Regions from separate parts of the Ovis aries genome. Here regions 1 and 3 are each linked to region 2. Evidence: chromatin contacts called from public Hi-C data. All regions are on one chromosome and are shown on one strand. Each heading gives the region's core, a stretch centred on a gene start, on an enhancer-like site or on the middle of the called end of the contact. The rest is flanking DNA. Distances are from core to core; before and after follow the strand shown. Region 1 has its middle 240 kb from the start of TRNAW-CCA. Region 2 holds the start of AHR (aryl hydrocarbon receptor). Region 3 overlaps LOC121819390 (a long non-coding RNA gene).

Evidence for each region. Hi-C and Micro-C count contacts between places; a contact is called where the count stands out from the background.
Region 1: a Hi-C map of hypothalamus shows a contact between it and region 2, with 3 times the contacts expected there. The contact joins the enhancer-like site here to the promoter of AHR in region 2. A contact is called at or near these places in 2 of 16 Hi-C or Micro-C datasets (hypothalamus and tail adipose tissue).
Region 3: a Hi-C map of hypothalamus shows a contact between it and region 2, with 3 times the contacts expected there. The contact joins the enhancer-like site here to the promoter of AHR in region 2. A contact is called at or near these places in 6 of 16 Hi-C or Micro-C datasets (blood, hypothalamus, liver and 2 more).

Annotation. Positions count from the first base shown.
Region 1 is chr4:27,047,640-27,051,695 of ARS-UI_Ramb_v3.0, forward strand. No RefSeq gene overlaps it. Among named protein-coding and RNA genes, the nearest start is that of TRNAW-CCA, 240 kb to the left of the region's middle. Within about 2 kb of position 1,737, at least 5 of the 54 cell types and tissues checked have an H3K27ac peak or open chromatin away from gene starts, as enhancers often do. A contact at or near this core is called in hypothalamus, where this site is marked.
Region 2 is chr4:26,777,451-26,782,104 of ARS-UI_Ramb_v3.0, forward strand. AHR (aryl hydrocarbon receptor) reads left to right here and starts at 3,260. Exons shown (of 11, transcript XM_060414533.1): 1 at 3,260-3,936. The coding sequence starts at 3,872.
Region 3 is chr4:26,440,085-26,444,139 of ARS-UI_Ramb_v3.0, forward strand. All of the region lies in intron 1 of LOC121819390 (a long non-coding RNA gene), which reads left to right. Among named protein-coding and RNA genes, the nearest start is that of AGR3, 98 kb to the left of the region's middle. Within about 2 kb of position 1,732, at least 11 of the 54 cell types and tissues checked have an H3K27ac peak or open chromatin away from gene starts, as enhancers often do. A contact at or near this core is called in hypothalamus, where this site is marked.

The DNA.
Region 1 (4,056 bases), core at 487-2,986, 270 kb after region 2:
TGAGAAACCTCTTCAATGCATAACTTAAAAAATTTTACTATATCAACTGAATGGGGTCGTTTTCCTTTTGTGGTATTATCGAAGAGAAAAAAATTCCAAGCATAATTAAGTGTCATTAAGGCAGAATTTTGCAAAGGATGCTCTTTATTTTTCTGCAGTCTAGACACCAGTGTCATGACCACGCTATGCAAGTAAGGTCCATTCTCTTCAAATATGTATAAGTAATAATACCAGAAAGAGTTCTTTGCCCAGGCTTTTATAAGGACAAAAACTGTATCGGTAGAAGGCTTAAATCCTTACTTAGAATGAGAATTTGAATATATTATTAATATCTTAAATATGTAAGATTATGTATTACTATTTGCATATGCCTATTCATCACAAAGTATAAAAAATATATAATGGAGTCTTAAGGCCAATTTATCAATTCTTCCTCTCATGGAGCAGGTACTATAACACTTAGTCTAGAAAAACTACAAGATTAGTCTCTGTTCTGTCTACAATTTTTTTCTTCTAGATTCTACTAGTAATTCTCAGTATTTCATGTCTTTCCGCCCTGAGCTATCTTTCATTAACACATAACTTTTTTTTTCAGAGGCCTTATTCTCAGGGTCTATGTTTTCATTTGCTTGGACTTCACTTTAATTACCATAGGTTTCTTTTCCCAAGGAGAAGGAAAATTCTTTTCCCAAGGAGGCCTACAAAATTCTTGTTAACATAAGAAAATATGTTCATATTCTATTAACATAGCCCTGAAGCTGTGTAAATTCCTCTTTACTGGGCATTTGTCTTTCAGTGGGTCTCAGTCTTGGCCATCCCATGATGAAATGCTGTAGCATTCAGGTAAGAAAAATGGCACACAGAATATGATCCCAGCCAAAAAACATCCCTCCACTGTATCAAGATACAGGTGACAAAGGCTTCTTGGGTAACATCACTGAATACTCTCCCAGGCCCCTAGATCATTTTGCACTAGCTTTCCCCTGGGTTGGAAATATCCCCTGGGAAAAGGAATGGCAATCCACTCCAGTATTACTGCTTGGAGAATTGCAAGGACAGAGGAGCCTGGGGGGCTACAGTTCTTGGGGTTGCAAAGAGTTGGACACGACTGAGTGACTAATGCTTTCACTTTTCACTTTCCCTTCCCTGGAAGTAGAGGGGAATGCTATCTTTTTGAGATGACCAAAATTTACAGGTGGTTTTTAAAGTCAGTACAGAAGGAAAAGCCCATTTAAATGCTTATAGAATTATATGTTGCCATAAGAATATTTTTTAAATGTTTTCTCCACATCCCTTCTCTTTTTACAGTCAATGCCTATATCATTCTTTTCCGTTCATGAGGCAGTAATATTCTCAGCTTGAGGACAATATCTCTAAGGGTAAGGGAGAGAATTGTGCCTCCTGCCCTGAAAGAGAGGAGTTTGTGGGGGAAGAGAGAATGGAGGGATTTCCCCTCCCTGCTCTAAACTGAAGACTGTTGCTAAACATACTTTCATTGTTTAGGATAAGTCACAGCAGTAAAATAGAAAGGATGGTTTGCAAAACTGTGAATTGAAATGTTGTTGGTGCCATGCCCTCGACGCTGTTAATATCATAAGATATACGGACTTTACAAAATATCATGTTTTACTTCACTTTTCTGTGGGGTTTTTTGCCCCACCATCAAATCAAGGATACAGGAGTCATTTACTGTAGTGACATCTACAGGCAGTTTCAGAGAAAAACATACTCAACTCTCCGAAACTGAAACACTCCATTGCCGTAATCAGGAAGCCCTGTGCTCAGACTGATGGTTAGTGTCTTCGGTGTAGCATCATACAGATCATACGAAGTATCATACCTTACCCCAGATTCAACTGGGTCTTAAAACACAACCATTTGTCTCCAAACTCATCTTCATCAAATGCTTAGTCATCTTAATTTCCTGCTCTACTATTCCATCCATATTTGTCCAGGGAAAACTTAATATTACTATTTGGGATTCATATTGTACGGAAACAATTTAAATGTCTCCAACTTGTTTGTCTATGCCTTGTTTCACTCACATACATTGTTTTCATGCATGCTGTTGTGTTCAGCTCACATACATTATGCATTTTAGGGCATTTGAGTATATAAAGGAAGACTGCTGAAGTCTGATACACATACTCATGTACAACACACACTCATATAGCTGCCTTCATGAGCTACAGACTTGTGATCCTGTCCCAAGATATACAAGTGAGAGGGTGATCAACCTCTAAAAAAATGGCCTAAATTACCAGAGCTGGAAGAGTATAGAAGTCCACAAGGTTGAGTAACCTCAAAGGAGATTTACCCAAGACTGTCTTTAATTGGCCCCATCTGAATGACCTCATTTCAGACAAAGCTATAGAGTGGTGGGTACCACTAGATCAGCCAAAGTGAGCAAGATGAAATGGTTCAACCAAACAGAACATCTCCACAGCAAGAGACCATGTAGTGTCCTACATGGGGGTGGGAGGCAGGATGCCCAGGAGATTAACATAAAACTCACAGCTGCCCTATTTTTAATAGAAGAGTCAGCATTAGATGTCGGCCATGCCAGAGAGCACTTGCCAGCCAAATAAGATTTCCAGACAGCACCTGCTAAGTAAATAAGACTTTTCTTCCTCTTTATACCTTGCTCCTCTATTCCATCCAACCCTAAGATGAAGGATGTCTTTTCAGGAAGGTATCAGCTAAGGAACACAGAAGACTTGCTGCATCCTTCCCCAACCTTCTGGATCAGGCCCAGGAGAAAGGGAAGGGCTTTAAAGTGGATATGGAAGTACTTTTAATACTTTTAAAAAGTAACTGAAAGTCACCAGAAAATATCTCCTACCTGTGAGAAAGGAAAGAATATCTGTCAAAGAAGTGTTTTTTTAATGGTAGGAGAAAAACAAAGCTATTTCTAATTTTGTACTATGCAGTCCAACTCATGTAGTTGGCTCAGGGGAGATTTTACTTTCTACCATATTTTTCTTTCAGCTAATCAGTTAGTTTTAGGGAGGACTTGAGTGAAAAAGTGGGCTATTTGGGACTTCACTGGTAGTTATGTGGTTAAGACTCCATGCTCCCAGTGCAAGGGGTGCAAGTTCCATCCCTGATCACAGAACTAAGATCCCACATGCTGCACAGCATAGCCCCCCAAATTTTTTTTTTAAAGACAGATATTTTTGTCCATGTTCAAGGTTCAGAAAAATATTCCAAAGGTTATTCTAAAGCTTTTTTTTTGCATATTTATAGTTTTTAATTTATATAACCTTCATTTAAATTTATCTTCCTCATAATACTACTTTATATAGAATCTTGCCTCTGTTCTAGGAGAATGAGAGTAAACTCTTCTAATAGACTTTTATTTAGCCATACTTAAATGAGACTTTTGATCCCCCAAACTTTCCCACTCCCCAAAGTAAAGCTTTCATTACCTGTTCTCAATAAAGTTTAGTATCAGCATATGAAACTATCTGTCTTCTGTGAAAGCAAATTTATCTTTGCAGAAGGCTCTTCTGAGTTCCCTACTCTTTATCCCCAGAAGGAAGTTCCCATGGCCAGAACATGCTGTGTGTCTCCACATGGCTTTCCTAGGAGACTGTCTTGCAGACTGACTTACACTGATGAGACATGAGAATTTTGAAACTTCACAAATATTTATCAAAAAGATTTACAGATACTTGGTTTTTATAACTGCCTGTTGACACAACTACCACATCAGACTGCCTAAAAAATAAAATAGATGACTCATCAGACAGGAGCATAAATGATGAAATACAAAAGACCCATTAGTAATTGTATAACCCCTGGTGAACCACAGGACAAGGAAGGTGAGGGTCCAAGGAAAGGCTTCTGGAACTGTTTCTTCACTCCATGCAGGATGAATTATGCTGTTCAAGAGTAATGAACAAGGAACAGGGGAGGAAGTGCTTTCAAGAACCAACTTACTGATAGCAAAGAGCAGGAAGTAGTGCTGTGCCTTGCACAAATACCCCCTTCCTTGTCCCTTGCTACATATGAGGTCCAGTCACACTGTTGAGTCATCCAGCAGCTGTCACTCTC
Region 2 (4,654 bases), core at 2,010-4,509:
GGAGATCTTGTTAGATTCAGGTTTTGAGTCAGTAAGGACACCCAGAGACTGCATTTCTTATAACCTCATTGTGAACCACTCTAAAGAGTTAGCACTAGAGGAGCTGTTTCTGCTGCTGTTTAAACTACAGTAATAATCCTCACTCCCCTCTTCTGCTTTAGCGTTCTTTCCTCCCTTTATTATTTTCAGCATCTAATCTTAGAGTTTTTCGTCTTTTTAACATAGTCATTTTCAATCTTTCTCTCATCTCTTTCTCATCCGTTTAAATATCACCCACTTAAAAAAAAGGGAGAGGGCCTAATTTAACCCTTTACTCCCCCTAGCTGCGGTCCTAGGTCTCTGTCACAGACTTTTCTTTTGAAGAATTGTCTGTGTTTGCTGATATCACTTCATCTCCAATTCAGTTCTGTTCCCCTTCCATCTAATTTGTAGGTCCATTAGCCCACCAACAGTGTTCGCTAAAGTCACAAAATTACCCCATGGTAGGAAGCCACAAAGGACATTTTCAGTTCTCGTCTTATTTGAACCTCCCAACAGCATGCAGTTCTGTGAACCACTCCAACATTTTTCCACTTTGTCCTCCAACAAGACAGTCTTTTATTCTCCTGCTAACATTCTGGAAACTCTCTTTCAGACAGTTTTACAAGACCATCCTCTTCTATGCAGTTATTAGATATTACAAACTAAAGTTCCTTTGAGTCCTGTCTTCCTTTTCTAGCATATATCCACACCCAAGAGTCTACGTAATCTCTTGTCACTTAAATGCAGATGACTTCTGAATTGATATCTCCAGCTCATACATTTCTGAGTTACAAACCTATATATCCTGTGGCCTACTTGACACACCTTAGATAGCTCAGAGCTACCTCAACTATAAGTGCTGCTGCTACTAAGTCGATTCAGTAGTGTCCAACTCTGCGACCCCATAGACAGCAGCCCACCAGGCTCCCCCGTCCCTGGGATTCTCCAGGCAAGAACACTGGAGTGGGTTGCCATTTCCTTCTCCAATGCATGCATGCATGCTAAGTCACTTCAGTTGTGTCCGACTCTGTGCAACCCCATGGACAGCAGCCCACCAGGCTCCTCTGTCTGCAGGATTCTCTAGGCAAGAATACTGGAGTGGGTAATAGTTTCCCACCATTACCTGCCATCTTCACATAGCCTGATGCATAGTGCAAAAAACTGTTTTTGACACATCTTCCTTCAGTGTCACATATCCATCCATTCCATCTTTTAGGACCTCCTTGAATTCTATGGAACCTATTTGCTTTTTTCCATCTATATTATCACCTCCACCCTGTATCAATAATTACCATCTATTGGCTGGGCTACTGTAAATGGCTTCCCATGGAATATCATTTCCATTGCATTCTGCTCCTACCTCCTTTACACCCTGAAGATATGGTGATATTTTGAAGAATAAATTTGATCATTCATGCCTGTCTCCCCTGCTCATCTTGCACTTGCTTTAGTCCCTCATAAAATTTGCCAGGCTCCTTCCACTAATGGGATGTTGCTTGTACTGTTTCATTGACTTGCAGTGTCTTCCCCTCTTTTCTTCTAAGACTTTATCCGTCAGACCTCAACTCCACCATCATGATTTTGGGAAAGCTACCTTTGTCTCAATGACTATGTCAACTTTCTTTACTAGGAGACCATACTTAATCATGTGCTTCTCCATTACAATATCCCTTGAGAGCATGGTGGTGGTTTAGTCGCCAAGTTGTGTCCAACTCTGTGTGACCCCATGGACTGTGGCCCACCAGGCTCCTCTGTCCATGTGATTTTCCAGGCAAGAATACAGGAGTGAGTTGCCATTTCCTTCTTCAGGGGGTCTTCCCCACCCAGGAGTCGAACCCAGGTCTCCCTCCTTGCAGGCAGATTCTATACCAACTGAGCTAGGAGGGAAGCACGCCATATTTGGATAGGAATCTCAAATGATAAAGCATTTGAGTTGGGCATTTTTTGTGTTATTATTGAAGAATAACGTGGCAGAAGATGAATTAGGGATGTTGCAATACACAAAATTAAATAGTATTTGTTGGAATATTTAGATGTAAGTTGTAGAAGAGTTGAAGATATTTCATAGGGTTGATAGGATAATGGTTGAGTATATGACAGTGAGGTTTCAGCTAAAGAAAACAATGTTCAATTTATTGATGTTCTGAATGTGAGGTAACAAACTCACCGGATGGAAATGGCTTGATGACATTTTGAAATGTAGGAATGGACATGGTGCCAGATTTCATCTAGACTTCTTAGTCTGATTGCCCTTCTCCTGACAAGCAAAACACACTCCTGTGTTTACTTTTCTGGGTAAAGGCACAGGAGTAGTCAGAAATGTTGGAGGTACTTGAGATTGCTCTCTCTTGTTTGTCTATTTCCTTATTATCTGCTCTTTTTCCCCTCCATCCCACTGTCACTTCCCTGGACTTTCACCTGGACTACTTCAACAACTCTAACTACTCTCTCGGCATCCAGTCTTTTTCTCCTGTAATCCAGCTTGCACTGTCATTTAAAACTTCCAAAACACTAGAATGTCTCTTGCCTGCTGTGGATCATTCAAAGGTTTCCACTGACTGCAGAATAATATGTGGACTCTTGATCAGGCTTTATGATTTGACCCTAGATTCCTGGATTTCACTTCCAGCTTCTCTCTCTCCAGCTATACCAGACTGCTTATTCTCAAATGCCTCCTGCTGCCTGCCTTCCCACCTTCCTGAAATCTGACTGTAGTGTAACAGTTATTCTGCCTGGGGAAAAGATACTATACTGTCTTGTACGGAGACAAAAATCAAACTCAAAACAAAAAGACAAGAAAAATGCCTAGCCTTCAAGTTCAACTGAGATGTGGCCTCCTGAAGCCTTCTCCTCTAGGAAGATTTATAGTTCCACAGGTTATCTGCCAGCTCACTGTAATGCTTAGCCAAAAGTTGGCTGACTCACTGTCTCTTGCAAAGGTGAATTTAAGCTCACTACTTGGCATTTCTTTCCTTGAGGTTGTCTGATTACAAAGACTTTGGCTACACATAATTTGTCGTCACATGTCTTTATGGACTGGAAATGTGTCCACAGATTCCTCCCCTTGACCTCAAGAAGATGGCTACTGGAGAGGGTGGGGGTCATTACGCCTTACGTCATCACGTGCCGGGAGGGTGGGGCCCTCAAGGGAAATATAGCGGAGGGCGGGGCCAAGTAGGATGGGGCGGGGCTACGAGGGGCGGGGCGGGGCTGGAGAGGGGTCGGGGGCGCTTCTGCTATTCAGCCGGTGCAAGCAGCAGCGGGAGGCATCGCAGGGCGAGTCCACTTGACGCTAGGTTCTGAAAGCGTGACTGGGACCACCGGCTCAGACCAGAGGTAGCCGCATAGCCGAGCGGAAGCTGGTGGCACCCGTAGCAGCGGCCGGAGTCCGAGCTCCGCAGGCGGGAAGCACCCGGGATCGGGGAAATCCCGGGAGCAGCGCAGCGCGGCGGCGCCTCCCTCACCCAAGGGGCCGCAGCGACGGTCACGGGGCGCGCCGCCACAGCGAGCGACCCAGGCCGGGATTTCAAACAGACAGCCCAGGCTCCTCCTCCATTCGCGCCGCCTCACCTGCGGGCAGCGCGGCGCCGCCTCAGCTGGTACAGACGGCACCTGCGCCTCCAGCCTCCCCGGTCTCCGCCCCTCGCCCCTCGGCGCCAGGCCCGGGCCGCGCACCTGGACGTGCGGGGCTGCAGAAGCCCTGCGGCTCCTGGGGTGCTGTGTCTCCGCCATCGCCCCGGGAGGGCGCAGGTGGAGCAGCCGCGGTTAAGTGGAACCCCGTCCCAGTTGCCGCCGGGTCCCGGGGACAGGGCCGTCCGCGCCCGGGAGGAGCCGCAGCCAGCCAGGCACCATGAACAGCAGCAGCGCTAACATCACCTACGCCAGTCGTAAGCGGCGGAAGCCGGTGCAGAAAACGTGAGTCTCCGGAGCCTGTCCTCTGTGCTGTGGGGAGGTGGGCGCTCAGGCGCGGGACACTGCCGCACCCCGCCCCCAAATCCCCGAGGCCAGGGGATTAGGTCCCTTCCCTGTGCAGTCTGTGGAATCGAGATCTGGAGGCCGGTCGAGAACCCCAGGCCTTGGATTTTTCCGTGATTAATGATTGCATTTTAAAAATTGTGCCCCCCGTTCTCTGCCCCCCCCCCCGAACCCCTTCTCCAGAGCACCCTTTCACACCTCCAGCCATTTGCAGCGCTGTTCACTGTGCTGTGGTCCTAATTTGTTAACAGCTCTCCTCTGCCCTGTGGGGCTGGTGGATTAGTTAACCTAAGCCCGTCTTGAAATCCCCTTTCACATTTAATATCCTCCTCTGTTAGGTTAGAGGACGGTCACCATTCTTACTCCTGGTAGGGCGAGATGCTTTAAATAGCTAAACACGTGCTGTGTGCAAGAAAGGGGCTGAGTGCCTCTGAAGGTATTTTTTGGTTCCCTGAAACTGGCTTTCTGTTATACTCTTATTTACTTATTTGGCAGTAATTTTGTAGCGCTCAGCGTGAACATATCAATAAAATGTATAGAGGTGATAGCAGCTTTGAGTGAGTGTAGTAGCCAGGATACAGTAGAAGATTTGTATTTTAAGTCATCTTTTGGGGGAGATTTATCACTTTGGAAGTGGTTTTAGGGTCTGCAAATAATT
Region 3 (4,055 bases), core at 482-2,981, 340 kb before region 2:
TACCTGGAGAGAGTTTCTAGGCCAAAGCTTAGATACAAGTAGCTTGAATATATATTACAAAAGCTTCCAGTGGAAGTCAAATTTAATTTAAAAGCATAAAGGACATTCAACTTTGTTGTTGACTGCATTGCCTCAATCTCTATTTTTATTGATATTTTTCTAATTTTGTCTAGACCCGTGGTATAGGAACCAGGATTTGTGTGTTTTCTTGTGCATGTGTTTGTTATGATGAAAATGAGAACGTGGGTCAGATAATGTGAATGGCAGCACTGCGCATATGACAAACTCCTAACAGTTGTGGAAGAAAAGGACTTTTCACAAGCCACAAAGCTGTACAAAGTGAGGCTGTGTGTTGGTTTCTAAGAAGGTTATAAGACAATAGGAGAAATGTTGTTGCTACATTTTTCATGTAAAGGTACTTTCAGTGACCTTTGTTGTTGGATGAATTATGAATGTACACATGGTCAAGTTCAGTTTTTATTCCCCTTAACATGGGCTGCCATTTGGTAAACATAAGACAGAAATATGAAGGAACAATAGGTAAAAAACACTTCTGGGTGACATTAGGAGTCTGGGGACCAGATGCAATGACTCAGTGTCCTAAAAGTCATTTATCATGTGGTAATGCTGCTGTAATCTCACTGGGAGTTCAGCAAATTATGTCTTAGTAAGTGTTTTTAATTTAATAAGTCCCTGAATCACTAAGGAGAATCGGATCATACTTTGGCAAACCTTGATGTTCACCATGATAAAGATATTTGGAACTTATTTTAGGTCAGGTGTTTAACCTGAAGTCTCTTCTGTATCAGGAAGAATCTCACTAGTAATGATGTATTCTTTGTCAAATTCTTACAGTATTTATAATGTTAATCAGTTAACATATTTGACTGGATACTGCCTTGCTAATTCTTATGTCTACCTTAAGTACTTATGTTTTATCATGTCATTTGCTTTAGGAATTTCTTGAAAGCAGGGGTCCTGTATTTTTCTTCTTTTATATTTTTCCTCTTAGCCCACTGCTAAGTCGAGAGTAGACGCTTGAGAGTCTTGTTGTCTTGGGATCAACTGGAAGTATTTAAAGCTGTGTGCCTATCTTCTCTCCTCCCCACAGCCATCATCATAGCTCCTTTAATTGTTCAGAAAAATAAGACAGGAAATAATTGCTCGTGAAGGCCCACACAAGACGTTAGGTGTGGAACTCCAACTGGACCTCAGAGTTTCAGACTCATAATCCTAAACTCAAAACAAAAGGCCACCCATCCTTCATCAGTGTAATTAGATTAAGAAAGGCATTCAGAAAAGTGAAGCTGCTCTTGTTCTGAAGGAGTTTGTGATTGTGTATTCTCTATAAAATGTGGAGACTATGGATTGCATTAGAATGTGCCCATCCCCAGCATGCTGGAGACCACAGCAGTAAAAACATCCTTGAAAAGAAGCATATACTTCTGGTCTGGGAGAGAAAGCCCGGTCTATCTTGAGTGTAATGCTGTGGTGGTCGGTTGTTGTGTGTGGACAGCTGAGAGTCATTTCCTCGTCTTTATTCAAAATGAAGCTGGACACTCCCTTTTCATTTGTGAAAAAGCTATCTGTGTGAGAAGGGAGTGAGCATGTTTACCCAGTGGGCTCGGAGCCAGGCCAGTGCCGCCTGCTTCTCTTGGTCCTTGCCCTTCTCATTTCCCATCCTCCTGTGCTCTGAGATGGGCAGATAGGAAAAGTTGCCAGTCCGGATGCCAGAGCTTCAAAGGGCCCCATCGAGAGGGCACACAAAGGCTCGTTTGTTCAGCACTTAGATGGGGGAGATGCCAGCAGCTTCCAGGCAGAGAATTGGGGGTTTGTCTTCACTTGACTTCTCCTCGCCACCAGCGGGCTGATGCTGAAGTCTTTTCAACCTGTGTCTTCACCAAAGTGAGGATGACTGCAGTCAGAAGTGCCTTTTGCCCTTCACTTGCCTCCATTTTTAAAGGGACAAATAAGGTCATTTCTGCTCCTAGAGTTAATTGAATGACAGGGTTAATCAAAAAGATTCTTTTTGTGATCGAAAATCCTAATATGTTGGACTGTAGACTTGAGGGGTAAACGTAGCAAGTAGCTGGCAATAAGGAGTGTCTGAGTTTTACGTCATGAAGGTTTTTTTTATCAGTGCTTCTAGGAAGTAGGAATCCTCCCTCCAATATTTCATATGAAGGGTAAAATTCTAGTTAGAACCCTGGAGACTCTACTGTCAGTCTTCAATCCTGGAGAGTGTTAAGTGTTAAGAGAGTGTTAAGCTGGTACCAGTTACTTGATGTGGTTGTGAATTTATTTCAGATCTGGTTCAGAGTATAGGTTTTGTATGACAATTTTGGTGTAATCAGAAAGAGTAAGGTTCACATGTTGATGAGAAGAAAATGAACCTGAACTCAGAGAACAAAAGTGCTGTATTTGGAGACCTGTAAGTGAGACCCGCTTTCAGGTGAGGCAAGTGAGGCTCAAATTATGTTACATATTTTTCAAATAAAACCGATGTATTTCAACCCCAACTTGATGGGGAAATGCCTGGTACAGGTTCTAGGACTCTAGGATGTTAACTTTGGGGGAAGAAAAGGATTTGGAATCATAAATTGGTATATGTAAACACAAATGGTTTAAATTTTCATTAAAACCACTTCAGATTTCTCTAAATGTGTATTTGGCAGAAAGATGAAGTGTTGGCCAGTACATAATAAATAGATCAATTGTTTGCATTCCCATATATTGAAAATACAAAACAGAAAAGTCAAAAAGAAAATCTGTTCTAAAAGGAGATGTAATTAAATGAGTCTTAGACTTTGGTTCCTGAAAATCAAGATCCTATTTCAGTTACTACTTGGCTTTGGAAGGGGAAAGTCTGAACCATTCATTCCAAACAGAATAATTTTGTTTTCCTTTTTGCATATGTCTGTGCAAGTGATATTTTTTTCTTGAGAGCTGAAAAATTATTAGTTATCATTTGTGATCCAAGTTCTAGCACTGGCCATCCTTTCAGTTCAGTTCAGTTCAGTTGCTCAGTCGTATCCGACTCCTTGTGACCCCATGAATTGCAGCACACCAGGTCTCCCTGTCCATCACCAACTCCCGGAGTTCACTCAGACTCACGTCCATCGAGTTGGTGATGCCATGCAGCCATCTCATCCTGGGTCATCCCTTTCTCCTCCTGCCCCCAATCTCTCCCAGCATCACAGTCTTTTCCAATGAGTCAACTCTTCGCATGAGGTGTCCAAAGTACTGGAGCTTCAGCTTTAGCATCATTCCTTCGAAAGAAATCCCCAGGTTGATCTCCTTTAGAATGGACTGGTTGGATCTCCTTGCAGTCCAAGGGACTCTCAAGAGTCTTCTCCAACACCACCGTTCAAAAGCATCAATTCTTCGGCGCTCAGTCTTCTTCACAGTCCAACTCTCACATCCATGCATGACCACTGGAAAAACCATAGCCTTGACAAGGTGGACCTTAGTCGGCAAAGTAATGTCTCTGCTTTTGAATATACTATCTAGGTTGGTCATAACTTTTCTTCCAAGGAGTAAGCGTTTTTTAATTTCATGGCTGCAGTCACCATCTGCAGTGATTTTGGAGCCCCCCAAAATAAAGTCTGACACTGTTTCTACTGTTTCTCCATCTATTTCCCATGACGTGATGGGATCAGATGCCATGATCTTCGTTTTTTGAATGTTGAGCTTGAAGCCAACTTTTTCACTCTCCTCTTTCACTTTCATCAAGAGGCTTTTTAGTTCCTCTTCACTTTCTGCCATAAGGGTGGTGTTATCTGCATATCTGAGGTTATTGATATTTCTCCCGGCAATCTTGACTCCAGCTTGTGTTTCTTCCAGTCCAGCATTTCTCATGATGTACTCTGCATGTAAGTTAAATAAGCAGGGTGACAATATACAGCCTTGACGTACTCCTTTTCCTATTTGGAACCAGTCTGTTGATCCATGTCCAGTTCTAACTGTTGCTTCCTGACCTGCATACAGATTTCTCAAGAGACAGGTTAGGTGGTCTGGTATTCCCATCTCTTGAAGAATTTTCCACAGTTTATTGT